Linked DNA regions of Zea mays: region 2 is linked to region 1. A link is a contact called in public Hi-C data. All regions are on one chromosome and are shown on one strand. The core of a region is the stretch at or near the end of the contact, and the rest is flanking DNA. Distances in the headings are between cores, read along the strand shown. Region 1 holds the start of LOC100193721. Region 2 holds the start of LOC100194236.

Region 1 (7,534 bases), core at 2,232-4,731:
AATTTGACAAATTTTATAGGAAATATGAATATGATGGAACGATTCTTGAAGAGAAAATTATCTCCAGCAACTAGTAGTAAAGGATCTTCACATAGAGATCAAGGCGCATCAAACATTAATGTTCTGACTCGTTCTTCTTCAATACTATCACCAAAATATGTTAATTTAGATGAACTTCCGTATGATCCGGTTGATAGAAAAAGAATAATAGAGTATCCTGGCATTAAGCTACAAGAAGAGATAAGAATGAGATATTTGATTAGAGGTCCTCATAGACCACAACCTGGTTTCAGTTATCCTCAAACAATCATAGGAAAAAGGGCACACCGATTTAACCCAGATTGGTTTGAAGAATATGATTGGCTAGAATACAGTGAAAAGGTGGATAAAGCTTTTTGCCTATACTGCTACTTGTTTAGAGATTGTATTGAATGACAGGCTGGAAATGATGCATTTGTAACAAAAGGATTTTCTGAATGGAATAATAAACCAAGACTAGACACTCATGTGGGAGGAGTAACTAGTCTAGTTATCATAATGCTGTTGTCAAACGATGTAACAATTTATTGAAGCCAAGTCAATCCATTGAATTTGCTCTCAAGAAGCAGCAAGACATTGCCAAAGAGGAGTACTTTATTCGTTTAAGTACTTCGATAAATGCTGTGAGATACTTGTTACACCAAGGACTAGCTTTTTGTGGCCATAATGAATCTGAAGATTCTGCAAATAGGGGCAATTTTATTGAGTTAGTGAAACTTTTGACAGAGCAAAATGAAAAGATTAAGAGGGTGGTTCTTCGAAATGCTCCTGAAAATCATCAGATGGTATCTCCAGAAATTCAAAAGGATATTGCTAATTGCTTTGCAGAGGTAAGATAGGTTTATTGCAGTTCATATTGAATTCTATTAATGATATGTAATGTAGATCTTGAATGATATGTGATGTGTTAATTGCAGGTCATAGTGAATTCTATTATTGAAGAAATTGGTGGTGATGTATTCTGTTTGCTGGTTGATGAATCCACTGATGTTTCTGATAAAGAACAAATGGCAGTGGTTTTGCGGTATGTCAGTAATTGTGGAGAACTCAAGGAAAGACTTATCGGTGTTGTCCATGTCGCTGAGACAACAACTTCATGTCTCAAGTCAAATATTGATGCTTTATTTTCTAAGTATAATTGAGTTGGAAACAAGTTAGAGGCCAAGGTTATGATGGAGCAAGCAATATGAGAGGTGAGTTCAATGGATTGAGAGCTTTGATTATGAAAGACAATGGGTCAGCATATTATGTCCACTGTTTTGCCCACCAACTTCAGTTAGTCATTGTGGCAGTAGCTAAAAAGAATGATGCTATTAGTGATTTTTTTGACATGATATCTCTTCTACTTAATGTGGCTGGAGCTTCTTGCAAAAGAAAAGACATGATACGACAAAGTCAACAAGATAGAGTAAAAAAGCAATAGGCAGTGGACAGATTAGTACTGGAACAGGATTGAACCAAGAACAATCTCTTCAAAGACCTGGAGACACACGGTGGTGCTCTCACTATAAGACTCTCAAGAGTCTTAATAGCTTGTTTCCTTCTGTTATTGAGGTTCTTGAATATGTGGAAAAGCATGGCCCAAATGACAAAAAGAGACGCCAAGCTCGTGGGCTACTAGATTATCTCAAGGATTTTGATTTTGTGTTTCATTTACACATGATGTTGATGATCCTGGGCTATGCAAATTCTCTATCACTTTGTTTACAAAGGAAGGATCAGGATATATTGGAGGCCATGACAGAGGTAAAATTAACAAAGCAAAAATTTCAACAAATTAGAGATGACGGTTGGGAATCTTTGATAAAGACAATATATTCATTTTGTGAACAGCATGATATTCCAAAGTTGGACATGGAAGAGGAGTACATTGATCGCCATAAACCAAGGAAAAAGTCAAATCGAACTAACTATCAACATTATAGATGGGATTGTTTAAACTCAGTTATTGACTTGCTACTCATTGAGTTCAATGATCGCTTTGGTGAAACAAATTCTAATTTGCTAACTTACATGGCTGCTCTTAGCCTGAAGGATTCTTTTGGCAACTTCAATTTGGAGAGCTTAATGGAATTAGCTAAGCACTATTTCGATGATTTCAGTCCAGAGCAATTGAAGGATCTTGCTCATGAACTTCCAATTTACATTGACAATATACAAGCTGATGAAAGATTCTCTAATCTGAATACTATTACTGAACTTGCTAAATTGATGGTGGGCACAAAGAAGCATCTTGCTTTTCCTCTGGTCTACGTCTTCTAAAGCTAGCACTTGTTTTGCCGGTTGCTACTGCATCTGTTGAAAGGTGCTTCTCTGCAATGAAAATTGTGAAGACGATACTACGTAATCGCATTGGTAATCAGTTTATGAATGACTGTATCATTTGCTTTGTTGAGCCTGCCATGATAGCTACAATTTCCGATGCTGTTATAATTGATCGCTTTCAAAAGATGAAGAATCGCCCGCAGAATGCTTCTATGAGAGGTAAATCTTGACTTTGTTTAAATAATGTTATTTTGACTTAATATTACATTATATGGTAGTACATATTGAATTGAAATTGGAACATTTTTTACACATCAATTGCACTGTGACATCATTAGTAAAAAATTCTACATCCGCCCCTGGTGAAGGACTATTCTAGTTGCGTGACAGCATCTCAAAACAGTTAAAATATCGCTGCCATTAATGTGTGTCAGCATCTGAAAGTTGTGATTTGTCTTTTTACAGTCCAACTTGTTCCACTTGTTGTGATGATTGAACATCGGCCTCAAGCAACTGGATATTTTGTATGCGCAATGAGGTGGTCTCCAAAGCATAAACGTTCAGAATGGCAGCACCGATAAAACTAAGGTCTCATGAAGGATCAATATATTATGATATTTAGGGTGTATTTATTTCTCGCTTAAATTATATAAGCTAGATTATGATGGAAGAGTATAAAGATAAAATATCATTTTATAATCACAAATAAGCTGAAATAAGCTATCCAACGTTAGCTTATTCAGGTTATTTAAAGTCTCAAAGTGATATTTTATCTTTATATCTTTACGCTATAATTCAGCTTATATAATCTAGAAGAAAAATAAATAAGACCTTAGTATGACCTATTTTTTTTCCTAGCCTTGTGCAAAAACAATGTAGAGCCTTGTGCAAGAACAATGTAGCTCATAGCACGGCTGCGTCTGTACATAGCACAAGTTTTTTTTAAAAAAAAGAAGATAATGAATCGTTATAGAATGAACGAAACCATTTGCTAAACTATGAACGAGACTGTGTATATACATAGCACGACTGCGTATGTACGTAGCACGGTGGGTCTTGGTCTTGGCTGTTTAGAATTGACCTTGCGTGGACAAATTCCAAGTCTTCACTCGTTTTTGATTCGTTAGCGTTCCCTTCACAGGTCACAGCTTTCTATTTACGAGGTGAGGTCCCTACGCATTTGCAGCCATCTTCTCTCCTTCCTGCACCGTCGAGCATCCTTCCATTCCCATACCTCGTGTCGTGAGAGGAGAGCATAGCAGAGCAGAACGTCCTTCCATTTCCATACCTCAGGAAGGCAGCTCAATCCGCTGCGATGGATGACGCTTTGCTCTCGGCCTTTCTGCAATCCCTTTACCAGGTCATGGTGTACCTTCTGAAGGAGGAGCAGTCTGAACGCCATCTCGAGGAAGGGAGGAAGCAATTAGTCTCTAAGCTGGGCATGATCCAAGCTGCCCTCGGGACCGCCGAGAAGAAGACGCAGCTGTCCGCGTCGGAGGAGGCGTTCTTCGCCAGCCTGAAAGACGTCAGCTACCAAGGGTCGGAGGCGCTGGACGAGTACTGCTACGAGGTCCAGCGCCGCAAGGTGATCCGTCCCGCCACCCGTCTGCGTAACAGCACCGTAACTACCGTCTTGAATCCTTCACGCGCGATGTTTAGGCATAATATGGAGAACAAGTTCAAGGATTTTGCCGACAGGATTGATGGCATCAGAAATATACAAGAGATGCTCCTGGACCTCCAAGCGCAGAATGGTCAGCCATGTGATGGTGGCGGGAACGAGCGGACCTCCTTGCTTCCTCCGACCGTGGTGTGCGGTAGACACGGCGATGAGGAGAAGATCGTAGAGATGCTTCTTCGACCTGACCCGAAGCCCGGCAATGTCGTGGCGGTCTTGCCGATCGTGGGGGAGGCCTACATCGGGAAGACAACCGTGGCTCAGCTGGTCCTCAAGGCCGAGCGTGTGGCGAAGCACTTCGAGCTGAAGCTGTGGGTTCATGTGACACATCAGTTCAGCATAGAAAGGATCTTTTCATCTATCATAGAATCCATACAGTGCTCTCAATTTCAAAGCCATAGCCTCAACACCCTCCACACGAGCCTGGACCGGCTGCTGCGAGGGAGAAGGTACCTCCTCGTCCTGGACGACTACTGGAACGAGAGCTGGGAGGACTGGGACATGCTCAAGCGTTCGTTCCTCAGCGGTGCTCCAGGAAGCAAGATCATAGTGACGACGAGGAGCGAGAATGTTGCTGGGCTTGTTCGTACGTTAGGCCCGCACAGGTTGCAGCGTCTGGAAGAAGAGGACTGCTTGTCATTGTTCAGCCAGTGCGCCCAAGGCACGGAGCATCATGCACATGTCCCAGACGACACAAGGTACTTCTCAAATCCTCACTACAACTTTACTTTATTTTGTAGCTTTAGATCTTTATAATTGAATTTCATTCTAATAATTATAATTTAGGCATGAGTCGATTAAGCTATTATAATTTTAGACTAATATATTTGTTTATACCATTGTTGTCAGATGAGAGAGAGTATATTTATGTGCTATATTTTTAATATAGAGAAGCGAGCCGAAGAATGTGTTATAAATTGTAGAGTAAATATAGTCTGAAGATATATAAAATCGGTTTCCATCTCTCCACAACGTATTTTTGAGATAGGCTTACATTTAAACTTTAAAAAGTGGTAAAATGTTAAATTCTAAACTAATAGCCTACTCTATTAAAATTAAAGGGTCCAAACGGCCCCTAAACGCATTTTGGGTAGAACAATAAGACAATGTTTGTTTTGGCAGACTGAAGGAAGAAGTTCTACGCAAGTGCAGGGGTGTACCCTTCATAGCAGCAAGCTTGGGATACACCATTAGACTGCGCCAGGAGAACGACAGAAGCAAGTGGGCAGATATTTTGCGGGAGGAGAAATGGGACTCCAGCACCAGCCATTTCAACAGAGCCCTACGGCTGAGCTACGTGCAGCTGGATTACCATCTCAAGCCCTGCTTCGCGTACAGCTCCATCATCCCGCATAAGTTCCAGTTCGAGAAGGAATGGCTCATCAGGCACTGGATGGCTCAGGGCTTCATACCTGACGCCGGCAGCGACGATACAGTCGAGGACACCGGAAGAGCCTACTTCAAGTCTTTAGTCAGCCAGTCCTTCTTCCAGATAGCGCACGTCGACCGCACCGGGGAAGAGCACAGGTACGTCCTGTCAGAGATGATGCACGACCTCGCCTCGAATGTCTCGGGCGCGGACTGCGGATGCTACCTGATGGGACGACAGCGCTACAGCGTTCCAGTGAGAGTCCGGCATTTGACGGTCGTCTTCTGTAAGGATGCGAGCCAAGACATGTTCCAGGTGATCTCCTGTGGCGAGTCCCTGCACACGTTGATAGCTCTGGGTGGTTCCAAGGATGTGGATCTGAAGATCCCTGACGACATCGATAAGAGGTACACAAGGCTACGAGCTTTAGATCTGAGTAACTTTGGTGTGACTGCTCTGCCTAGATCGATAGGGAAGCTGAAGCATCTCCGGTGCCTCCAGCTTCAAGGCACCAGGATCAGATGCTTACCCGAGTCGATCTGTGAGCTGTACAATCTTCAGACGCTGGGGCTCAGGAACTGCTATGAGCTGGAAGAGTTGCCACACGATCTGAAGAGCCTTTGCAAGCTAAGGCACATCGATCTGCTAATGGCTCCTGATGATCCTCGCCACAAAGTCTGCAGCTTGAGATGCATGCCCAAGGATATAGGGTTGCTGACGAACCTTCAAACCCTGTCAAGATTCGTCGTAAGCGAGAGGTCTGTCGTCCACCCTCACAGAGGTGGGATAGGGGAGCTGGCCGATCTGAACGACCTCCGTGGGGAGCTTCTCATTTCAAACATGCATCTCGTTAAGGACGTGCAGGAAGCCACGCAGGCGCAGCTGAGTTCCAAGCGGTTCCTCCAGAAGCTGGAGCTCTCGTGGGACAACCAAGAAGAAGCTACGCAACCTTCCAAGAAGATCCTCCAAAAGCTGAAGCTTTCCCCTAGCAGCAACGAGATTGAAGAAGCCGAGGCAATAGTAGATCGCCTAAAGGCACCCACCAGCATCAAGGAGCTCACCATCTCGGGTTACACCGGCATGGCATGCCCTAGCTGGCTTGGTTCTGCAGGCTACGCGGACCTGGTCACTGTGAGCCTCTGCGATTTCAAGAGGTGTGACACTCTCCCTTGCCTTGGATTACTGTCCCATCTGGAAAATCTCCATCTTAAAGGCTGGGATAGCTTGGTCTCCATCAGTTGCCGTGAGTTTTGCGGTGACTGTTTCGGGGAAAGTGGAGTACGCCGGAGCTTCCGATCACTGAAGAAGCTGCATTTTGAGGGGATGACCAGACTGCAGCGTTGGGAAGGGGACGGGGATGGGAGATGCGCTCTGTCTAGTCTTCTCGAGCTTGTTCTTGAGAACTGCTGCATGCTGGAACAAGTGACTCACAGCCTTCCGTCGCTGGCCAAGATCACAGTGACAGGGTCAGTCAGTTTCCGTGGCCTCCGGAATTTCCCATCGCTGAAGCGCGTGAACGTAGACGCTAGTGGCGACTGGATATGGGGATCATGGCCCAGGCTTTCTTCTCCAACATCCATCACCCTCTGCAACATGCCTACAGTGAACTTCCCCCCAAGGATCGGACAGTTGCATACATCTTTGCAGCGCCTGGAGATCAGCCACTGCGAGCAGCTGCAGCACATACCAGAGGACTGGCCACCGTGTACCCTGACTCACTTCTGTGTGAGGCACTGTCCTCTGCTTCGTGAACTGCCAGAGGGCATGCAGCGCCTGCAAGCGTTGGAAGACTTGGAGATCGTTTCTTGTGGGAGGCTTACCGACCTTCCGGACATGGGTGGTCTTGATTCGTTAGTAAGACTCGAGATTTCAGACTGTGGTTCGATTAAGTCCCTGCCAAATGGAGGCTTGCCTAGCTCAGTTCAGGTCGTGAGCATTAACAACTGCCCTCTGCTTGCAAACTCTTGCATCAATGAGGGAAGTGCCTATCGTGCAAAGGTCAAGAGGGTATTAGTATGGATTGATGGGCTTCTGCTTGACCGCTTCTTGTGACTTGTAACTAGCCCAGCTATGTTATCCCGAATGGCCGAATCCTGACAAAGATCTATGTAGAGAATAGAGATACTGAAGTACTTGATGCTGTGTTATTTCTTTGTATTGATCGATGTAACAAACTTGAAAAT
Region 2 (7,534 bases), core at 3,317-5,816, 500 kb before region 1:
GCTCTAAAACCGTAAGGCCTCAAGCATCACCACCTCTCTTCTCGTTGCCTTTGTGCCCTGTTCCTGTCTGCCGCCTCCCTGCGCTTCGCCCGCCTCCTCTTTGCTTGTTCGCCGCCTCCCCTGCTCCCCCGCGGGCCGCGGCCTCGCCTCCGTCGCTAGCGTCCGTCTGTCCTGCTCGCCTCCCTCACCATAGGCCTCCTCCGCCAGGCGCTGGCTAGTGGCTAGTGCCCGCCTCCCATAATCCCCTGGCTATCATCCTCCTCTCCTCGCTTGTTTAGTTGATCTTGTGTTATTGTGGTAATATGATTATGTACATATCATTTTGTACAATATTATTATATGAATTTATGTTAGTTGTTTTGGTATTTAACTTCATGTTATTGTTTGAAATTATGATGTATTGAAAAATCTGTGATGTTTAAAATTATGTTTAAATTTCGTTTAAAAGTTAAAACTTTATCCATGAACGTTTTAACATTTTGTTGTTTTAATTACCTTAGATAGCAATACTTTCTAGTAGATGATTACCGCTGGGGGTCTTGATTTCTTAGGAAATGGTAAAACTGGCTACGCTAATCAAGCAAACATCAAACATGTATCTATTTCCAAGGTACGACAACCTTTAACCTTCTACAGTATTACTGTGCATCCGTTTATAAATATATGATATCATTAATTTTTTTAAAAAAACTTTAACCACTCGTCTTATTCAAAATATTTATTTACGTAAAATTTTAAGTCAAGCATAAACTAAACAAATAAAAAAATGATAACTTATTATTTTTTTAAATAAGGTGAGTGGTCAAATTTTTTTTTAAAATATCAACGGTGTTATATATTTATAAAAAGTACCTGGTTTTTTTGTGTTCTGCTGAGGAGTTTTTTTTTCAGACGACATGCTTCAAGCAGCAGCTGAGTGAGTCTTGGTTGATAAGATTATATGGTTGGCCCACCTGATTTGGTGCCCCTGTCCCAGTATAGTGTTTGGTTGAGGACCCAAGTAGAACGGAGCCGTTCCATCCCTGATTCTAGGAACTGAGCCGCTCTGTTCTGTGTTTGGTAATCTGGAACGGAGCGGCTCTGTTTTTTGTTTGGTTGCAGAGTGAACGGAACGGAGCGTGACTGTGAGAGCGGAATGAGAACGGAGCGGCTCCGTTCGGTTGATTTTTTTGGAGCGGAATGGTTCCGGATCTGAGGAAAATATTTTCTAATTGGAGTCATTCCGTTTTACTTACTTTGTAACCAAACAGCAACAAAACTGAAACAGAACGGCTCCATTCTACTTGGCTCTTCAACCAAACACTGCCTAAAATTGTTTCACTCGATTGATTCTGTTTGCTGTTCTTGCGGAGGGGATCACAAGTTTTACAGATGAAGAAATTCGAAAAGGACCCTTCAGTCTCCAGGTGAGCTCTGCTCCGGTCTGGATTTAACATCCACCGACTGCTGTCACCACTTCACTACATCACACTGATGGTCGTCCAATTACAAGCACTAAACCCTGCAGTATTAGGCACATCACTGCACGTGTCGGCGCAGCAGTCGTCCGCGCTGCTGTTGCTGAACACCTGGCTGACGGGCGTTGCTGAAGAGTGAAGACCTGCAGTATTTGGCACATCACACTGCACGTATCTCTAGCAAACTTCCTATTCCACAGCCTGCCACGTCTAAGTATAATCTGCCGTGCAAAAGCATGCGCGATTTGCTGAGCGAAATGACATTCCCTTTTACCACCAAGAAACACAGCCCACATTTGCAACAGAGTATTACTAGGCAGCGACAGGTCCTGGTACTTCATCAAAGGAACTTTGAATATTTGATGGAACAATTTTACAGGGGGGGTGTTGATACTAAGCTTAACTAACTCCACATAGGATGGCCAAGCGCTTCACTTCACCTCGAAGAAGTGATCCCGTCACCTGCCACGGCCTTTCGCGTCGCCTCCTCCAGCGTTTCGCCGCGCGCAGCAGCCAACGAAGTACACGAACGACTAGCCACAGCACAATTGCACATATATGAAGAAACATGGAGCAGAGAACGAACAGGTGCCTGCCAGATAAGTGTGCCGTGTCGGCTTTACCAGGATGACGAACAATATCACGTTGAAGATAGCCACCACTCGCCACTCCGTCTTCATGTACTGCGCGACACCAGCTCTAGAACAACAGTATCGCTGCCGCATCAGCATCCCGAAATGGTTTTTTGACGGTTCGGAGTTTGAGGGGGTAGTGAGGTGCCGGAGTAGCTCACTCACTTGCAAGAGCTGCAGTCGTAGCACCGGACAGAGCGCGCGTTCCTGTACAGTTTGCAGTCGGCGTTGGCGCTCGCCGGGTGATAGCTCAGATCGAAATAGGACGCGTTCAGAGCTGGGAACCCGCACCTGAAAAAACCAGAGCAATCTTGTGATGATGCCCGTGCCTGAGAGACTACGCTGACCACTAATGAAAAGAAAAGGTTGAGATGGGCATCCAGGCGCAGTACTCTGCTGGCGGGCGGCAGCAACCCGACTCCATGGGAGTGAGGTCCGCGAGCTTGTATTCTCTCGCGGTCTGCACGCGAAGTTGGGGGCTGGTAATTAAGATCTCAACGAAAGCAACGGCTGCAAAAAGGGAGCAGCTCCAGCAGAGTTGAACCAAGTGAATCATGTGAAGGACAGGACAGGACAGGAGTCACCTTGTATCTTCTCGACAGGCTATTGCAGTCATCTGTCTTCACCAGGCAGCTTTTCAGGCGAGCCCATTTCTCCGTGTCATCGAGCTGTACTTGAAAAAAAAATACACACAAATAAAATGAAGAGAGTTATGGTAGCGCGGTGGAAGAGATCTCGCGGTGGAATGAGCAAATCTATTGTATTGTACTACGGCAGAAAACATAGAAGTCTTTCGAACAAAGGGACGTGACATGACATGCCTGTTTGACAAACCAGGAGCTGTAGTCCTGGAGACGGTACTCTTTATACCTACATAGAACATTTGAAATGCTTCAGTGTATTTCTGATGCGCAGGCAGGGGCACTTTAAGACAAGAAACCAGAGTTAAACTCTCTCCTAGGATCAGAGCTTCGATGACATTTTTAAACTGTGAGGTCATGGAAAAAAAGCTCAAAACCTGTATGTAGCGGTGGGTAGATCGGTTTAGGCTACTATCCCCTATCCGTAAGTTTCCGTACTGTAGAGCTGGAACTCGCAGGGTCATGATCTTTCTATGAAAATACTAACATCCAGTCATCCACATACCTAGCCCCAGGAACAGTATGGCCACTTCCGGAGTTTGTTATGATAAACCTGCAGCAGTAGAAAACCAAGAATGAGTTCCTCACAGCTACAAACAAACTGCTGAAAAAAGGTTATTAAGGGGTTAGTTCAAAATTTGTTGCATTATATAATCTGGGCAGATTATAATCCCAAACAAACACCCCTAAGTCAGACAGTTAATTGAGAACCAGGACTTGGGAGTAATAACTCCAAAGTCCAAAATGGTACACCATCATTGCTACAAAGTGATCAGCTACAAAGGCCGTGGTGCCAATGCCATCGCGGCACAAGTTATTAAGCGGCGGGACTTACGCGAGCACCGTGAACACCATGATTGCCACCAAGACCACGAACAGCATGATCAGATACTAGGCACCCACACGTCAAGGCAACAGATGGCACTCCAAAAAGTACCAAGGAACCAAAGCGATTAAAGCTTCACTCAACCGGTTAATTGGAGGAGGAAGGATACTGTCCAGAGCAAGCAGGAGATGTTCTTCCAGGCACCAAGGAATCCGACGAGCGATCTGCAGCACAGATCGTCAGTGAGGCAGAGAGGTTAAAGCGGGGAGCGTGACAGTTCGCCGAGGTCATAATGATGCCACGGGACGGTGACGCGCACATGAGGAAGATCACTCCACCGAGGGCGATGACGGGGACGGTCAAGGTCCGCCTGCACTCGTCGTCGTGGGTGCTCATCCAGAACCCGAAGCCCACCACCAGTAGCGCCAGTATCTGTCCCAGGAACAGCGGCGCGAGAAAGTAACACCGACAAGTTATTTGCCACGAAACTACTAGTAAGCAGAGCAGAGATAGGGTGTAGTAAAATGGTGGGGGGAAGTGTACTTCAGCAAACAGCAATCAGCCGCCGGGACAGCAGGAATCGAGAATCAGCCTCGAGCGAGGCCGAACGAAAGCAGGACGGCTCCTCCGATTGGAGAAGGGAGAAGGGAGAGCAAGGAAGGATGGAGGTGGGCCGGGCTGAGACTGACCATGGTGAAGAAGTTGATCCACCTGATGACGAACGCGCTGGTGCTGCCCATCCTCGCTGCGTCCCCAAGCAACCGGATTGCTGCGCCGGCTCTCACGGGGCGGCGGCGGCGGCGGCAGCGGCTGGGAGACGAGGGCACCGGTGGAGACGGAGACTGAAGGCGGCGGCGGCGGCGGCAGCGGCAGCGGCAGTGGCTTGCGCAGAGTGTGGGACGGTTCGCGTGCGAGCTTAAAGGCAACGGTCGGAGACATCTACTAGCTAGCCAGGCACGAGCTCAGATCAGTCGCGGGGCTCGCGGCTGGAAACCTGCTCGCGCCGTCACCGAGTGTAGACGGTGACATGCGGGGTCTCTGCGTGCGGGCCCGCGGTGTCGGTGGGGAGAGGGAGGTCGACCGACCGGGGTGGCGTCGGCTGCTCAAGCCTTGTTGGACTCGGACTCGGGAGCGGTGCGAGCTGCAGAAGCTGGCAGCGGTGAGCGGCGGGCCGGGTGGAGACCGAGGGAAAAGAGGGCAAAGGGGCGTCCCGTTTGGGTCGGTTTGAACGTGGTAGGCGCGGTCGCGTCGTGCCGCTCTGCTCGAACCACCACCGTTCACGAGCGCGTTTGTTGCCGTTTCGCAGAGGGCTGGGGGGACGTGTAAATAAGGTACCGTGGGGGCGGGGTACGAACATCTTCATCTGTCACCAACAGAGCTGCGCCCTGCGTGGCTCCATCAGGGGCGCACGGACAGTGATCACATAATCGATCAATTCATGGCGATAGTAGGAATCTTCACTTTCTATATTATGGATCCTAGACTCCTTCATTTTTCTTCGCACGTAATCACACAATACTAGAATTATCCCCATAGTCAGATTCTCACAAAATCTCATCAAAAGAAAGGTTCCAAACATGCCCTATGAATAAGGCAAAATTTAGGAACAAGAAGCACCTCATCCTCTCTTCCAACATGTTCGATTGGATTTAATCTGTATCAACTTCTACTCATTCTACAGCATTTTTGTCTCTATTATTGCAGCTGAAGCAATCCAAACAGCATACTTTAATTCGAAACGAACAACCCTCCTAATTAACTTAAACATAGATGAGTCAAAATTTGGGAGAGTTTGACTGGAGTTGCTCTAAAACCCCAACATCTAAAGGGTTTGGATGTGAAAGTTTAAATCATGGTTGTTGGCTCTAAACACACATTCACATCCACCTAACCTAGTCAACACAACACACATATTTTCTTATTTTTTATACTCTATACTCAAACATAATATAGATAGTTTATGAAAAAATAGTGAAAAAACAAAAATAGATCGTGTTAGGCCTAACCCAATATGCCGCACCTAAGGCTCACGGTGACCGAGCCAGATCAACATGAGCTCAATGGGCAACGAGCTGGGTTAAATCGTGCCAAGCCATAAGCTAGCTACCCAACAAACCAAGTCCATTTGAGCATATATATACCGATAACATAATTGTCAGATCATCGACTAAAATACAGGATAAATTTTTTATTTGTTAAATTTAGAATTAGTTAAATTCAAGATTGTTGTTGTTTGATTGAAGAGTGGAGGGGTCACCGACGCAAGAACCCATCATGGTGTTGCCGTCCGCACAAGCCTGAAGTCACGAAGACCCTACTGACACTATCCTCACAAGCCAGACCTTTGTTTGTTCAGTCTAGTGCCATCAAATCGGAGAGGAGGAAAAGGTAGAGGTGACGACTAAGGTTTGGTGTCCTCCAAGCCATCTCACACGAAATGACGCGAATATTAGAATTATGTTTTCCCACTGAACATATAAAATGCACTTATGCCGGTTACATAGTAGGCAGTAGGCACGTTGAGATCTGGCAGAACAATCCGTTCGAATAGAACACAAATCGTTGTAAATGTTCAAAATGTGTTTAAACAACTATCCCTTTAAAAAAGGTCTACCTATATGATATATAGAAACCGTGCACGCATACCTAACTAGTTCAGTATATGTGCAACAAAGCGTATCACAGTAGTTTGGATACTAAAATGCAAGATCGGAATTCTCGCAAAGAAGTTGATATGGAAATAATTTCAAGTTAAGCTGTATACATACACCAAGAAAAAATAAACTCAACACATCATACAGCTACAGAAAGACATCCATATGCATCATAACATTAGGAAAGAAGAAAACGGAAGATGAATCAAATGAGAACAGGCAAGTCAAGTAGAACTGAGACTGGCAAACAAGTCGAGTGAAAATGTCAAGTGAGGTAAGATATTGTCTCATCTCATCATAGTTCTGGGCCTCCAAGCAGCCCAGCGTGCATGTCCTCAGCTAAACGGGTTAGTATCAGTGCCTACAGGAAGCACTTCCTCTACTAATCCAGGTAAGCTTACAAACGTCATCAAGGTGCCAAAACAAAGCCCTACAAGAATGGGAGAGAATTTGATATCTGTGAAGATATAGGAATACAGTCCATTTAGGTAGCTTCAGAAATAGTGGTGCCTTAGTTGGAGAACTCACCTGATGGGTTGCTATGTACAAACGTATTTGCCTGATAAGTTTCTCAAATAGAAAGAGAAGTGTTTGATGCTCCTGAATGTCGCATTCATCATTGGCAGTATACGGCCAGGTCGATCTGCGGGGGTATTGTCTTAATTTCTGTTCCAAGCTCTTGCTCAATCCTATACCTGAGAAACAAAGGGGGGAAATGATCAGGACTTGATGCAAGACTAGAGATACAGACCAGTTTATTAATGTATGCTTACAAGTTGAAACGGTCCTCATAAGTGATCAAGTTCACTGCTAAACCAAGGTGTCCATATCTCCCAGAACGGCCAACCTAGGAACATGACAGCACACAAATTTGAAATTCAGGAAGGTCATAAAGCAAACAACTAGAGAAGAAAAGATAAAAAAGGCACCCTGTGTAAATATGTCTCAGATGTCTTAGGGAAGTCAAAATTAATAACCACATTAACAGCCTGAATATCAATTCCTCTGGTAAACAGATCTGCAACAAAGAGAGCCATTATCCTCTTATAAATATACCTCCATAAATGACAATTGGACATATGTAAAAAGTAAATTACTAAATTCGAGAAACACTAATAAGATAGGAAAATGCCAGTACAGACCTGTGCACACAAGGTTTCTGCAAGCACCATTACGAAAATCATGAAATACTCGATTTCTGTGGTCTTGCAACATCTTAGCATGAATGTAGAAGCATGAATAACCGAGTTCAGTTATTTTTTTAGCCAGCAGCTCAACTCTATTAACAGAGTTGCAGAATATAATGGATTGATTAATTTGAAGC

Evidence for each region. Hi-C and Micro-C count contacts between places; a contact is called where the count stands out from the background.
Region 2: a contact with region 1 is called in a Hi-C map of leaf, with 8 times the contacts expected there. The contact joins the promoter of LOC100194236 here to the promoter of LOC100193721 in region 1. A contact is called at or near these places in 2 of 25 Hi-C or Micro-C datasets (ear and leaf).

Annotation. Positions count from the first base shown.
Region 1 is chr1:230,909,638-230,917,171 of Zm-B73-REFERENCE-NAM-5.0, reverse strand. It overlaps LOC100193721, which reads left to right and starts at 3,481. Exons shown (of 2, transcript NM_001358872.1): 1 at 3,481-4,680; 2 at 5,105-7,534. The coding sequence starts at 3,620. The coding sequence ends at 7,403. It also overlaps the pseudogene LOC109942127.
Region 2 is chr1:231,414,471-231,422,004 of Zm-B73-REFERENCE-NAM-5.0, reverse strand. It overlaps LOC100194236, which reads right to left and starts at 4,566. Exons shown (of 11, transcript NM_001367049.1): 1 at 4,246-4,566; 2 at 3,876-3,988; 3 at 3,726-3,780; 4 at 3,566-3,621; 5 at 3,236-3,283; 6 at 2,911-2,959; 7 at 2,674-2,757; 8 at 2,482-2,549; 9 at 2,255-2,380; 10 at 2,081-2,156; 11 at 1,708-1,990. The coding sequence starts at 4,296. The coding sequence ends at 1,916. It also overlaps the pseudogene LOC100283799.